Regions from separate parts of the Muntiacus reevesi genome. Here region 2 is linked to region 1. A link is a contact called in public Hi-C data. All regions are on one chromosome and are shown on one strand. Each heading gives the region's core, a stretch centred on a gene start, on an enhancer-like site or on the middle of the called end of the contact. The rest is flanking DNA. Distances are from core to core; before and after follow the strand shown.

The links. Hi-C and Micro-C count contacts between places; a contact is called where the count stands out from the background.
Region 2: a Hi-C map of muscle shows a contact between it and region 1, with 4 times the contacts expected there. The contact joins the promoter of LRRC28 here to the promoter of MEF2A in region 1. A contact is called at or near these places in 2 of 3 Hi-C or Micro-C datasets (blood and muscle).

The regions. Positions count from the first base shown.
Region 1 is chr15:6,142,751-6,150,272 of mMunRee1.1, reverse strand. It overlaps MEF2A (myocyte enhancer factor 2A), which reads left to right and starts at 4,071. Exons shown (of 13, transcript XM_065905908.1): 1 at 4,071-4,206.
Region 2 is chr15:6,522,561-6,530,082 of mMunRee1.1, reverse strand. LRRC28 (leucine rich repeat containing 28) reads left to right here and starts at 3,340. Exons shown (of 9, transcript XM_065906676.1): 1 at 3,340-3,447; 2 at 6,988-7,215. The coding sequence starts at 7,048. TTC23 (tetratricopeptide repeat domain 23) reads right to left here and starts at 1,695. Exons shown (of 12, transcript XM_065906944.1): 1 at 1,450-1,695.

The DNA of each region.
Region 1 (7,522 bases), core at 2,822-5,321:
CGGGGGCTTTTGTATTTTACCTGTTTCAGATAAACTTGCTTTTTCCTCCCTATAAATTTTTGTTTTGTTTTTACTGTCCATTCCTCTCATTGTTATTCTTCTGATCCACAGTTATATCTGTTTTTTCCTCCAGCCCATATACCTCAGTTTCAAAACTCTGCTTAAATTTCTCCTCCTCCAGGAACCCCTCCCTATATTGTCCAATCTTATCTAGCTGTATCTTTTTCCAGCCCCACAAGGCTAGGGATAATTTGTCCCACAGGCATGTCAATTCAACATGAGGAGACTGGAACTCATCATACTCCCCTCATCCAGTCCCCTCAACCTCACTTTTCTCCAGTGTCTTCCACTTAAACGATGCTGCAATTATCCACTCAGGAGCCTAAGCCAGAAACCGGGAAGCAGCTGAGTCTCCTCTGCTTTCCCTGATCCCAGATTCAAAGGTCAAGCAGCAATCAGTTCTCCTTCCAGCTCCACGTTTTGCTTCTGCCCTTTCCTTACCACCAGGCAACTGTCTTCAGACAGGCCCTCTTTCTTTCTTATCTCATTTGCAATTTGTCTTAAACAGGTCTTCTGAAAAGCAGATCCCAAACCACGAATTTTGGTGCATGTGGTTTATTTGGGAGGTGATCCTGCAAAGGGCTGTGGGGGAGTTGGAAAATGAGACGTGGGAAGTGAGAGGAGACATCAAAAAGTGTGCTAATGAGTGGATCACCATTGAGGATAAGGGGCTTAATCCACTGGGATCTCTGAAACTCTGAGGTACATGCCTCAGAATTGTCTTCATAAGGTACGAGCAAGCTGGTGTGTCTATCTACTGACCCAAGCAAGTCCTCTCTGTTGGGCCAGAGCCTCAACAGAGAAACAGGAAGCCATTAGCATGTGTGGGGACAGTCTGCGGAGATATCTGGGGTTGGAAGGACAGAGGTTCTGACAGCAGCGGCTAAACCGCCAGGGCCTCCTAACTGGTTGTCCTGCCTCCAGTCTTGCTCCCTCCCATCCAACGCCACTACTGCCCTCAGGAATCCTTCTAAAATGCCCAATAGATCTTGCTATTCACCTGCTTGAAATCTGTCAAGGCTTCCCTTTGCTTTCAGAAAGAAATCCAAATGGCCTGACTTGATGGGCTAAAGCTCTCTCCGGTCTCACTTCTGACCGCTCTTCCAGGTTTGTCTCCCACCGCTCCTCAGAGCTTGATCAGACCCCAGGCTCCAGGCATACTGCACTAGCTATAATTTCTCTCTTGAGCCAAACTCACGGGGTCCTTGCACACAGCAGTTCCTTTGCCTATAGGCTGCTCAAACATATTTAACAAACATTTGACTGTCTACTACATGTCAGGCACTGTACTAGATATAGCAGGTCAATTAAGGAATAAATCACATTTTTTGTCTTCAAGGGGCTTACTCACCAGAAGGAAGGAAACAGACATACATACAGAAATATTTACACTTCAACTAGGCACTGTATTAGAGAAAAGCTATTAGAGAAAATGAAGCCTAATGGAGACCTGATAGACGCAAAGGGGTTTATCCTATAGACACAGAAAATAGCCTGGTGTGTGATTCCTATTTCTGAATGGGGATGGTGAGGTATCTGGCAGGAAAGGCTGAGGGTAAGGCTGACCAGTGGTCTGAGATCTCTGCCTCCCAGGGAGCTTGGGCTTTATTCTTCAGATCAAGACATAATGAGAGGACCCCTTTTCATCCTTCTTGAACGCTTTTTGATTCACTGTGGGGTTGCCTCCTCTAAAACTTCCCTAATTCTCTTCCCCTCTTAGATATTCATCTTCTGTGCTCTTCTAGTCTCCTTGGAAACCCCTCTCTGGGTGGTTATCAAGCTGGCTTGTGTTTTAAGGTGTACCTCCCCCATGGCCTGCCAGCCTCTTTGAAGGAAGGGCTGCTCCTTCTCACCTCTATATCACAGTGCCTGGTACAACGTGGAGCCCCTTCAGTTGAGACACACTTGGACACCTAAGAGCTTTAAGGAGGACAGAAAAAGTTGGAGGACTAAGAGATGCTGCTCTTTGGAAGTTCCTCTGAAGCCATAGGCACATGATCTATGCCCAGCTTGAGTGCAGCAAACTGTTGGAGACACCGGACTTCAGACACATGCTTCTGAGACCATAAAGGCTGTGATAATTTCCTGAGATTGGTTACTTTAGTTACAGATAACAGTGATTATGGTTTGCTAATGGATTTTACAATAGTTGTGCTCTAGAATTCTTAAACTTTCCCTTTTTCCTTTCTTCTTCCCTCCCTCCCTCCTTCAATTTTTAGACAAGGGCTTTGATTGGGGGGGGGGGCAGTTGGGGAAAGAGATGCTCTTATGCAACACAGATACTCTTCATTTCTGCTTTGGCTAGACTCAAAGCCAAGTTCTCTATCTGACTTTCTGGAATGACCAGTAGCACTGAAAGGGTAGGAGGCGGGCAGTCTGAACTGAGTCTTATGTGCCTCCAAGAAGGTCAGCTTCTGCCAAGGGTGGTAGATGGGAAGGAACAATGAGAGTATGAAAAACTCTTTCAGAAAAAATTGTTCTCATTGTCCCTCTTCTCCTTCCAGGATGAAGAGTAAGTGAATGAGGGAAGCCATCACCCACCGGCTCTCCACCTCACCTTTTTCTGAAGGAAAACTGTTCAACTCTTCTGTTTTCTTAGAGCAGAGAAGTCAAATCCAGCTGGATCTGCAGCTTCTGGCAGGTTAAAAAGTGTGCATTTCCACATGGTTTGCAGGGTCACACCAAATTCTAAAGTGTTTTTTTTTTTTTAAACTTCCCTGCTGCTGATTCCTCGGAACACATTGTGGGGCTCTGAGCAGAACTCCAAGTTCATCTGCCAGTGTCTGATGTCTGCGTGTCCCTTTTGCGTTCTCCCCAGGAGGTTGCCTTGTCCTTGAGGGCGGAAGCCTGCTAGTCTCCAGCTTCCTTTGAAACTTCCCAGTTTCTCTACCCATAGCCTCTGCGAATCTGCTCACTCACCCCAACCACTTTGTTTTCAAGTGCCTTGGGAATGAATTTTTCATCTTCAAACGAATATAATTATTTGGCTTTGTGTCCACTGCATAGGTGCAGAGATAGGCAGCGTGGCTGTAGAAACGCCAGGGGAGCAGCCTTCACGATGCAAAGACCACAACGGCTCACCTCCTAATGACCTCCCTCGACAAAAATCAACAGCTCCCCCCACACATCTCCTTCGCACCTCTCTCAGAAAAGGCAGTATGCAGGGTGGTCAGGAGTTCAAGTGCTCAGTGCTCTCTGTAACCTCCGAAGGTCACTTCAGCACTCGAGCTTCCTTTTCCTCCTATGTAAAATGGGAATAGAAACTGAATCTACTTCATAGGGATGTTGTAAGGATGACGAGATATCAAATGCAAACTATTCGCACAGTTCAGCGCTAAAGGTATACCAGCTGTGCCTACTAGCAACTATTACTAGTAGTAAAGACTAGTAGGTTGCGTCTCTCTTGGGACGCAGGGAGCCTGGCCGACCACCCAGAAAGGGGTCGCTCGCCTTCCACGCCGCTTCAAGTCCCGCCGTCTAGGGGGCCTGGGTTCCACCGCACTCGCTCAGGGCGGGTGGCCCGGCGGCCGCTCGGGCGAAAACACAGGTGCGGTACTGGCCGCACCGAGGCCGTGGGCGCGGCGAGCGGAGCCCGCGGGGCGCCGTGGCGAGCGGAGCCCGGGGGCGCCGAGCGCGGCCCGCGGGCGGGGGGTCCGGTGGCGGCTCCAGAAGCTCGGCGGGCGGGGCCCGAGCCCTCCGGAGCGACGCCGCCTGGCACCGGACTCGCGGCCACGGCCGGGCGCGCGCCCCGACGCCGGCCCCACCCCCGGGAGCCCCGCCCCCCGGCGCCCCGGGCTGGCCGGAGCGGGCGGCCGCGCGAGGCGACCCGCCACGCGCCTCGTCACTGGAGCCGCTCCCGGCCGGGCCCCGGCGGCTGGTCTGGGAGGCCGCCGCGGGGGAGGCGGGGGCTGCAAGGCGCGACGCCGCCGGGCCGCCCCGCCCTGGGAGGCGCCCGAGCCCTCATCAAGTGACCAATATCCCTTCCAGGAGAACACGGTCCTTCTGAGGGAAGCGGGCTCCGGCGCGCAGCCCCGGCGCCAAACCGCCGTCATCTCCTTCCTGTGCCGGGTGATTCGTCTCCTCACCCACCCGAAAAAACATAGTCCGCCCCGCGCGCCTTTGTGGGGCAGTGCTCTTCCTCACACGGTACGGCTCTCCCGGCCCATAACCTTTGTTTTCCCCACTCCAAGTGCTCCGGGCCCCACCAAGAGGATAACTCAGCCCTGAGAGGAAACCTGAAGAGAGACGCTAGAGAGGGAGCAAGAAGGCAGGGAGAGGCGAGCCTGGCGGAGGAACACAGAGGGCCGTGGAGAAGTGCGCACGCGCGCCGACGGAACGAGTTCCGGTCTGGCCGGGGCCTGTCTCCTAAAAATAGCCCCGGTGTGGGGATCCGTGCGCGGATGTCCCGGCGAGTCCGGGGCTGAAGGAGGCGGCTCCGGGCGGCGCGGAGCGCGGGTGGCGGGCCCTGGCTGCGGCGTGTGTGCGCCCGCCCGCATTCGCCGGAGACCGGGTGAGGGCCGCTGGTGACAGGGCTCGGTCGGTGGGGTCGGTGGGGTCCTAGGGGGCTGCGTCTCCGCGAGAGGACCGGGTGAGGGCTGGGGGGCGCCGGGGCGGGGGGCGGCGCCGCTCGGGAGGGGCGCTCGCGGGGCCCCCGGGACGGCGGCGAGGCGCCGCGTCCAGCTGGAAGGGGCCGGGGCGGAGGCGCGCTGCGGCGAGCCGGGTGGGGTGCGGGGAGGCGGCGAGCAGTGGTCGCGTCGGGGTCGGCGCCTCCTGTGGAGGTGGGGGCGGGGTGCCCCGAGGGCGGGCCCGCTGGCTGAGGGGCGTCGCGGGCCGGCTGAGGGAGGCGCGGCGGCGCGGGCTAGGCGCTCGGAGCCTCCCGGGGCGCACGTCGCGTCTGGGGCTGGGGGGCGGTGGCGGACGTCGCCTCCTTGAAAGTTGAGGGAGTTCCCTGGGGGTCCGGAGGCTCTCTGTGGGGAAACGCCCGCGGGCCGTTTTCTTAATCTTGCCGTGCTAGGCAGGGGTCTCCCCGAAGCGACTGACCCCTGGTGCAGGGGGCGTTTTGCGCTCTTGTTGGACTCAGAAGTTCCCTCACTTCTGTTTTGGATGAAGGTTGGTCTAACGGAACGGAACTCTGTGTGTGTGTGTGTGTGTGTGTGTGTTTGTGTGTGTGTGTGTCACTGACCGGTTCGGTACTTGGGGCCAGAAGGTGGCCTGGACCTGGGGGCACCTGCGGGTGTGGATTCCCGACGGTGCGGGGAAACGTCGCGGGGGGAAGGGGCTGCATAGGGAACCGCTTGCTGCCCCCGACACGTCCGTCCAAAGTAGATCCCGGGTCGCAGGGAAGGTTTTCTGTGATGGAAACTTTGTCCTTTAGTTCGATTCCGTCTGTCTTTGATCCATGAGGATCCCTTGGTAGGTGAGATAGTATAAACAAGTTTGGAAATGGTGAGCGTTTCTGAACTAGAAAAAACAAGTTGCTGTGTGCCGCGCCCCCCCCCCCCCCCCCCAAAATGTCACTGTAAAAATGTCCTCAGACCTGATGACTGATTGCTGAGATAAGAAGCGAGCATCCTGTCAGGATTCGGTAGGGATCCATGTGTGGATTGAAGAGTCATAGCACAGTGTTAACCTGCATTTTAGTGTACAGTGAGATTGTGATTCTAATATGTGTGCTTTTAAAAAGGCCTGCTGTGGTGTGTTAAGAGTTATGTGTATTTTTAAAAAAATATTGTCAGAAAATTGTCAAGTTTTAGTGCAGTATGTTTTCCATGTGTATTTTTTTTTTTTTACTAAATGGAGAGAAGTTTCTCTAAAGCTGTAATTAGGTGTACATTACACAAGAGCACTTTTCCTTTAAGAATCCAGCTGTGTTGTTTTGGCAACTGCCAAGTACTCCAGTTGTCAGTTTTAAAATCTGTCTTACCTTGGCAGTACTTGTACAGTCTGTGGCAAAGGTAAACAATATAGCTTAAAGATTTTTTTCCCTGCAAACACAGAAATGGCATTTATTTTAGTATGAATTTAAGAAATGAGGCTAAAACAACTCTTGTTTATTATGACTTTTTAAAATTTATTTATTTTTTTTATTTTTTATTTTTATTTTATTTTTTTTTAATTATGACTTTTTATGTACATCTTTTGGTTTGTTTTTGGAGTTATAAGTCTTTACTCATGTCTTTTCCTGTTAAAGGCAGCTTTTGTTTTAGGAAAAAAGTCAAAAATGTCTTCACTGAAGTGGATGACAATTTTAGTTAGACTTTATATCAAACAATGAACACATGTTATGTGTCTAGTTCTATATGATGATTCACTAACCGATTCTGGAATCATTTTTAATTCTCAGTGAGCAGTGTAGTAAAGTGTAAAAAGTTGTGGTAATGGTGTTGCAGTGAAAATACTGAAGAATTAAAACTATTGATTTAAGTACTTTGTAGACGTAGTCTTTAATAATTCTATTAGAAGAGTGCTTCCAGTGAAAGTTTATTTACTAGAGGCATTGTGAGGTAGTAGTGATCTCTCTAAACACAATTATTTCATTTAATTCACAGTGTTATATATATAACTATGGTTTTATTAATCTTGGAGAAAAGATGATAAAATTATGTTTAACTCCTTAAATTACTTCCCAGGAAGTTTTTTTTTCTCTCCACTAAATTGTTTAGAGCAATGAGTGAATGAGTGGTGGAGGGTGTTCAGTAGAAGGAAGGTACCTTTTTGGGGTTTAGAGGTAATAATTGTAATATCACTGTGTTGAATTAGAGCTTGAGAATGATCTATATTGTTAGGGTTTTTAATGTTTCCTTAATGGGAGTATGTGTGACAAAGACCTTTGTTTTGGTAAATGGAATTGGAAATAATCTTTTCAAGGTGAGTTATTTTGAATGGTGAGGCTTTATTTTTCAGGGTAGTTGCATTATTGTTTTGCCTTTTACTTTTAGGATGCAGTGCAGTTTAATTTTATTAATATTCAAGCAGCAGTGTCATCACTCATTGGTTATCAAGAGAGAAATATTGAAGTGTATTCTGAGAGTAGTTAAGTAATTATGAAAACATTTATTAGAATATGATTTTGAAGTTGAAATATTTTAATAAAAATTTTTTTTAGTAGATGTGTTTTCTGATCTAGGAGGGAGAAACCATAAATTTGTTACTGGGAAATGGCATGCTTATCAGTCAGGTTTTGGAAAGCCATCATCTTTTCTTCCTCTCCTTTTGCTGCTTTTATAAAGTCTAGCAAGGGATTTGTTTTAACATATAATGATGATGGTCCTTGATTTTATGTGGGCATTTTAAATTTTATATATTCTGTCTTGTAGTCAGACCATGCACATATCTTTTTGCTTTGAAAGATAAACACTTGGCACATGTGAATGTTACAAAGTCTAGCTGAAATTTTTCTTTTATTAGTGATGGAGCAATGAAAAATAATGTTTTGTGCATTGAACATGTTTAGCATTGCCTT
Region 2 (7,522 bases), core at 2,091-4,590, 380 kb before region 1:
TTAGTAGTGCTAAACAAAAAAAATAAGATCAATGAAAGAAAGAAATGCATCAAGATTTATGTTATTCAACCATGTGATGGTATTTGGAGAAAATGTCTCATGAGGCTGCTACCAATATATATTCCATTATTTATAGTATTAATATTTTAGCCCCTTAGCTTCTGGTCTCTGCTCTTGAAATGTCATTCTTATCTTTTTCAAATATTACCTTTAAAATCCAGGACCAAACTCCTTAATTCTGGCAGTTTTGACTTTCTGTGTAACATTCTCATGCTTTTTTTTTTTTTGAAAATTAAAACAAGATCCCCAAATGAAACTTCTGTTGCCTCAGAGTTAATTATTCTTTATGCTGCACATATTTGCTAACAACTCAAACACTACCTGAGATGCTATTTCTTTTCTGACTGAAATTTCTACAAAATTTCTACTGAAATTTTGCCCATTGTTCAAGCCCCAAATGGGTCTTAACCCCACCGTGAAATTCTCCCTGAATATTTCTGCTTTACTGGCCTAAGCACCTGAAGAACCTATGGTCTGCAACAGTCATCTGTGCCCCAAGAACTATCCAGAAGTCTTCATTAAACTTTTTGAGTCTCCTTCTCCCAGGTAGATAGAGTATGAGCTTCTTTAGAGACTGTATTTCATCATTTTATATCCCCATATATGGATTAATAGAGGACACTCAAGAAATATTTATTGCATACCTACTCTTGAGTTAGGCCTGTAGAGGAATAAATGTGCCAGTGGGTCTATTTATTAGCTGAATTAATGTTTGAAGAATCATTAAGTTTCTATATTTTGGAATTTTACATTGGGCTGGATTTTTTTAAAATGCTGTTCCAAATTAAGCTTTAATATACATCATCCTCATTTATCAGTATTTCCAGAATTTATATTTTAGTTTTAGTGAAAATATCATTCTTGAAAATATAAATGCTGGACTTGGTTTTTGAGAATTTATCCTTACATTCATCACCTTCTGATTCTATTTCATATACCAAAATTATGTTTTCCCTTGTCATTAGCAGATTTGTCCCTAGATCTCCAAATCTACATTTATACACAAAACTTGGGTCCAAAGATGATATCTTTTAACAGCTGGATTGCCTATTATGCTAGGTATGATAATATACAAACAAAAATATCTATTTCTCCTAATAATTACAATAACATTATTAAGTGTTCCTCTAAATCCATATTAATGCAATAATAAACCACAGATTCTTGGAGTATAAAATAATCTTTAGTAAATTTTATTACCTTGTTCCCTTTACCATTCCAAAATCCATTGCTAATCTGCGAATAATGTTCTTTATAAAAGAAAAACACCCTCTGATAAACCTTCCTCCTGCCATTCTTGCATTATGCCAGCAGTTTATTTGCTTTTCCTTTGACATCTATGCCTTTAAAACTAGCAAAAGGAAAAAATCAGAAAAGTTTAACTCTCACATCTCTCACTGTGTCGTAAAATCCTTTGTCAATTACCCTGTGTGCTTGAGAGTTGTCCGTTTCTTTTTCGATCGAATTACACAGTTGTCTTGGCAGCCTGATTTACCAGTTTGATCCAACGCTGTACTGGTTTTATCAGTTTGGTGATTCTTTTTACAGATTGAGCACCATGATAAAAGTCTAAAGTTGGGCAATTCCAGGCTAAATTGGAGCAGTCTTTTCCCGTAAAGCGACCTGGTACCACACTAAATTCCAGGGAGAATGAATGACAGATTATGCACCAATAGGGAGTGGAGAAGAGTATTTTGTCTAAGTTTGCAAACCAATCCTTGGGAGCCAGAGGAAGGAATTTTAAAACGGGGGTTGGTCTTTTCCTTGGAATTTTCTTAAAGTGGTATCACTGCCCGTTGATGTTAAAGTTTACCAAAGACTGCCGAATTACTGGTTTGGATTAGAGGATTCCCCTCGCCCACCTTGTTTTGAGTGAGGCAAAATGTGAAACTGGCACTTGACAAATTCAGACAACTTTTAAGAGTGTCCATAGGATAATATGGGCTTCCAAGGCGGCCCAGTGGTAAAGAATCTGCCTGCGATTCTGAAAACGCAGGTTCGATCACTATGTGGGGAAATGGCAACCCACTCCAGTATTCTTGCCTGGAAAATTCCATGGACAGAGGAGCCTGGCCGGCTATAGTGGGTGGGGTGGCAGAGTCCGACACCAGTGAGCAGGGCACACATAGGATAATATACTAATACAAAGAATCACATGGCTACTTTTGTGTCAGTTTCAGAAGGCAGACGTTATTTTGCCATAGGTCTTATTTTTACTTAGTGTAAGTCTGCTTTGCAGGTTATCTCTAACAGTAACTAAGTAAACCAATATAAATCTATAGTCAAGATTGCTTGACAATGAACCAGTAGTTTAATCAGCATCAAGCTTTTCAAAGAATAATAACAGTGGTTTCGTGAGAGGAAGTTTTTTTAAAAACTTCATTTCAGAAGAAACGTTGTCACACTAACAAGCAAGGAACTTTAAAAAGTATTTTTTTTTACTGTTTCCTAACAATGCTTGGATTTTTCTCTTTTTTTCGTTTTTACCAGCATGAAAGATTCTTCCTTTTATGACTCTTTCTGCTGACACGGGAATATTATTAAATATTTATTGACAGACTACTCAGTCATGCTAGGAACTGCCAGAGTACTTTACTTACTAAGTTGTTAGTGTCCTTTCCACGATCGTTTCTCGCAGCACACTTCAAGTATTTCAAGAGCAGAGACTGGGTTACTGCCTCAAGTTTGGAACGAACTTGCCAGCGCGCAGTGACTTCTTTTTATACTGTGCTTTAAGAAGCTTACTACTTGATCACTAACCTTGGCCACATTACAGAAAACCACCGGGTCTCCGTTTTTCATCCGTCAAACGAGTATAATAATAGTATTTGTGTCATAGGATTGCCATGAGTTAAGTGAGATAACCTGTGTACAGATCTTAGAACGTTGCGTGGTACACACTGGGTGTTATTAATTTCTCAACGTATGTATTGAACAGGAGGAGGAGTGCGTCAGTAAACGTAGGAACGAAAGAACTGATAAGTTACTGACGGTCCCTGAGGCCGGAGCCAGCTAAACCACCCTCTCAAAACTGAGCACTAAACTCCAGCTCAACGGTAACCTCTGAGGCCAGAGCCGGAAGCAAGGACCGAGTCGGAGGCGGGGCCAGTCGCAGAGAAGCCGCAGTTTTGACCAATAGGCACGCCGCTTGGAAAACGAGCATCTCGCTCGACCTATCGTAAGACGGCGACCACAGGGGCGTGTTATCGCGAGCTTCCTCTCCCGGGCTCGCTCCTCCCCCAAACCTCTGAAGAGAGGGTCCCGCCCCGCCCCGCCCCTTTTCGCTCGCGACCCGCCCCGTCGCCGCCGGCGCCCCGCCTCGCCTGCCGAGCCCCGGCTAGCCGTCCGGCGCCCCTCAGCTCGGGAGCGCTGGCTCCGCCGGCGGAGGTGAGTGTGGTGCTTCGGTCCTTCGGGTGCCTCACGTAGCAGTGCACTCTGGCCCGGCCCCTGGCCAAGCAGGCCGAGCCCGGCAGAGGCGTCGGGCCGCAGCAAGTGGACCCCGGCCCGAGCGGGCCCACCCGGGCCTCGGGTAGCCACTGCCGCCGGGCCCTCCTAGCCCTAGGTGGTAGCAGAATCCCTTCACTGGGACTGTGAAATCCTTTCTACTAGTCTCGCTGCTTCCAAAGTCTAACGGCGAGAGTGCTTGGTTAACTCGGCAAAATGGCATGTGTTTTGCCTGACTTCTGCTAGTCTTCTCAGTACTGAGAAAATAACCTTAACAAACGCTTTTAATGTACGATTTTAATCCTCTAATCTCCAGTATCAGGAAGTTGGAGTGGGTATTCCACCGAGTTAAGTATGGAAGTCAATCGAAGGTACACCTTTCCCTTTAAAACACACCTGCTTAAAAATGTGTGGAATTTTCTTAAGGTGGAAAGGTTTGTTTTCTTTAAACAGTAATAGAGTGGATTGGTGTTTACCTGTCAGAACACTCTTATGCAGATGCAGTTGTATACAGCTAGTATTAAGTGTATCATTTGCTTTTAATTGTAGATAAGAGGTACTGAAGGCAGTATGTGTGAGAAAATTATCCTGTACTACCAATGAATGCATTTGGAAAACCATTACCATTATTTATTATTGACAGCTTTCAGATTTCATTTGTGTAGATTTCATCTGCCAAACTGCATTTTAACAGAGTGTAATGACGTTTTTAAAGCAGTCAATGCCAACCATCTCTGCAGGATTAGAAGGGGAGCCATCAGGTTATGCTGTATTCTCTTACTGGATCTAACCATCAAGGAGTGTGGGCTCTGCCTTGTGGTCTTAAATTTGTGTAAGCTTTGCCTTCCGTTTAAATAGTAATAGGCAGAAACACGGGTCCTGCTGAAGTTCATGAAAGGCTACACTGTAGAACAACGCACAGGCTTTGAAGTCGTTCAGTTGGGTTGGAATTCTGAGGAGTTGCTCTCTGAGAAAACTCAGTTTCCTCATCTATAAAACAGGCTAAATAACATATCGCAATGCACAGTTTTAAGGATTGAGACATCAAAGCACATAGAAAACACTCAGCATATAGTATCTACAAGTATGTAAGTATGACCTTAGATCAGAGATGAAAAAAAAGTCTACCTTGCAGTGTTACTCACATGCCCTACTTTCAGCAGTTCATCAGCTGTTTGAGGGCCTGCTTTGCGATAGAAGCAGGTATACAAATGTGAAGAAAACAGCAGGATCTCTGCCCTCAGGAGCTCATGGTACAGCCTCTGGGCTAGATTGATAATAGATACATCAATAAATACAGAGATAATAAACTGTGGAGAGTTCTACAAAGAAAGAGGAAGAGAGAGTACTTTATTTGGGATGGAGATGTGATTTTACATTGAAACCTGAAGAGTGTTGAGACAGTGTTTTCAAGGCTCAGAGGAGAGCAGCAAGTGATGTGAGGAGTGCAGAACTCAGAAGCACTAGAGAAGCCCAGGACTGGTGAAAAACTAGGAAGGGTGCTGCCAGGCTGAAGGAGTGGGTGGGACCAGGTTGGGAAGAGCCCTCAATACCTGGTAAGTTTGATTTTTCTAAATAAACTTTTGAAGGTTTTTTTTTTTTTTTTTTTAAGAATTCATGTGACTAGGGAGTGAATTTACCTGAGAGAGAGAGGGAGACACAATTGGATTTACTCTTTTAAAAGCTCCCTGCTAAGTGATTAACGTATTACAGAATGACTAAACACAGGGAGACCAGTAAAATATATGATCAGGCAGGAGATGACTGGTTTTCTATTTTGGCAGATGGAGAAATGTGGATTGAATTGAGGTGTATTTTGGAGATGGAAACCATAGGCCTTGTGATGGATTGGAGGTGGTGGGTGGAATCATTCTTGACTTCAGGCTTTCCTGGTGTTTGGAACAACTGGGAGAGAATTGGATAGGTGATGAAAATAAAAGAACTCTTATTTGAATGTGTTGTTTGAGGTGTTTCTGAGACAGCTAAACTGCTTCCAGTTTACCATTTAAGTGAATAATTACCCAGAAAACTTCCCTTTCCAAATAACAATCATCAACGTTATTTCTAGCCTCATTCTCCTTGCTTCATAGGGAGAGAATTAAGATGTGGAAAGATTATCTTGTTTAGAGTCATGTAATATGTCTCATAAAAATAGGTAAGTGAGTAGCTAGTATAAAAATGGGAAGGTATTGGACTCTCATGCTCCATTGGGGAGATTTTTGAGTACTCCATATTCTCTTGCCTTTTATATAAAATAGCAGGTACTTTCCTATTAGGAATTAGAGTTTGGAAATAATAGAATATAAACAAAAAGTTAACCAAACACTGCTTATTGAAAGCTTACGTTACTATGTTTGTGCTAATTTGGTGTCAATTCTCAGTGAAAATTTTTCTTAAGAAAAAACATTTTCTTTGAAAGGTATTTTCCTTCGGAGAGTTTGAGGAAGGGTGCCCAAGTAAACGAGAGCAGAATCTTTGAACAAAGCTCAACTTGTTTTTAGTGTTTTAGCATTTCCTTAGTATCTTGTAGAATCCTGTTGGTCTGTGTGTGCAAAGACTTCAGTCTGGACACCCTTCCCCACCCAAAGGAAAAAAAATCCTTTATTCCCTTATGAGCTGCTTGACCTTGGGCAGATTATTGTAGCTCTGAGCTTGTTTCTTTTTGTGGTGATTGTGAAGTTTGTTTCTGCCCTGTGTCTAATTGATAAGATGGCAAATCTTATTTCTCTTCCTACCCATGTCAGTTTAGAGCTAGAAGGGAATTTAATCTGTTCTGGGTTCTGGCCCTTACCAATAAATTGCTGTCTCCATTTTATATGTTAGGCAGCTGAAGCCCAGAGAGGTTGTAATAGAAAAGTACAGAATTCTTATTTCCTAGGGCAGTATTTCTTCTTTCATTGAAATAATAAAGTGAAACTATGTTCCCAGGCCTGTTTCTTTGCTACTGCTGATAATCTGCAAAGCTAAGAAGAAAGAAAAGAGGATGAGGAGAAAAGAAAGAAAATATTACAATATAGAACAATATTTAGATAGTTAGAAGTGCAGAAAATGAAGCTGTAAATGATCTAGTCATAGTTTATATAGATTTAAGTATTTTAAAAATATTTTAAGTTAAAGACAAAATGAGATAGGAAGGAAGGAAATGGCTTTGCTGTGTCTGATTTTTAAGCTCTTTCTTCAGTTATGTGTTATGAAACTGGTCTCTGTTCTCTTAGATAGGGATTCCTATCTCAATTTCAAGAACTATTTTTTCAAATAGGACTATTCTACTAAGTAGTAAATATTGTTTAAATAGAGTACTTTTTAAAATTAAATAGTTATTCATTTTAATCTTTTAAATATGTATGAAAATTTAGCTGCTATGAAATGAAAATGTAGGAATTGATGTATAACTCTCTTTTTAATGTCTGCAAATAGCTATATATGTTAACTGGCAACTTTTGTTACCAGTATCATAATTTTCAGGTTTTTTGTTCTCTTTAGAAATGGACCAATTTTGACAAGATGTAGTACTGCAGTGTGCCTGATGGAATATGTTCAGCCATGGCATCCGAACTTTGTAAGACGATCTCTGTGGCAAGGCTGGAAAAGCACAAGAATTTGTTCTTAAATTACAGGAATCTGCAGCATTTCCCATTGGAGTTACTGAAAGATGAGGGACTACAGTACTTGGAGAGACTCTACATGAAAAGGAACTCCCTTACAACCTTGGTACAGTATTACATTACGTTTTTTAAAAGTTCTTTATAATGTAGTCCTGATCAAGATATGTTTTATGTTTCTTAAGATATCCAGAACCAAGATGTATATCCCCTCTTATTGTATAAACATGTAATAAAAGTCCATATACAGTGGGTTCTCCTTAGGTGGAAATTCACTATCCAATTCCTGCAGTTACAAAGTTGCAGGAGTTGTATAGGAAAGCAAAATATTCACTAATATACCACTTAGTCCCACACGCTAATACATATAAGATAGATAACCAACTAGGACTTACTATATAGCACAGGGAACTCTA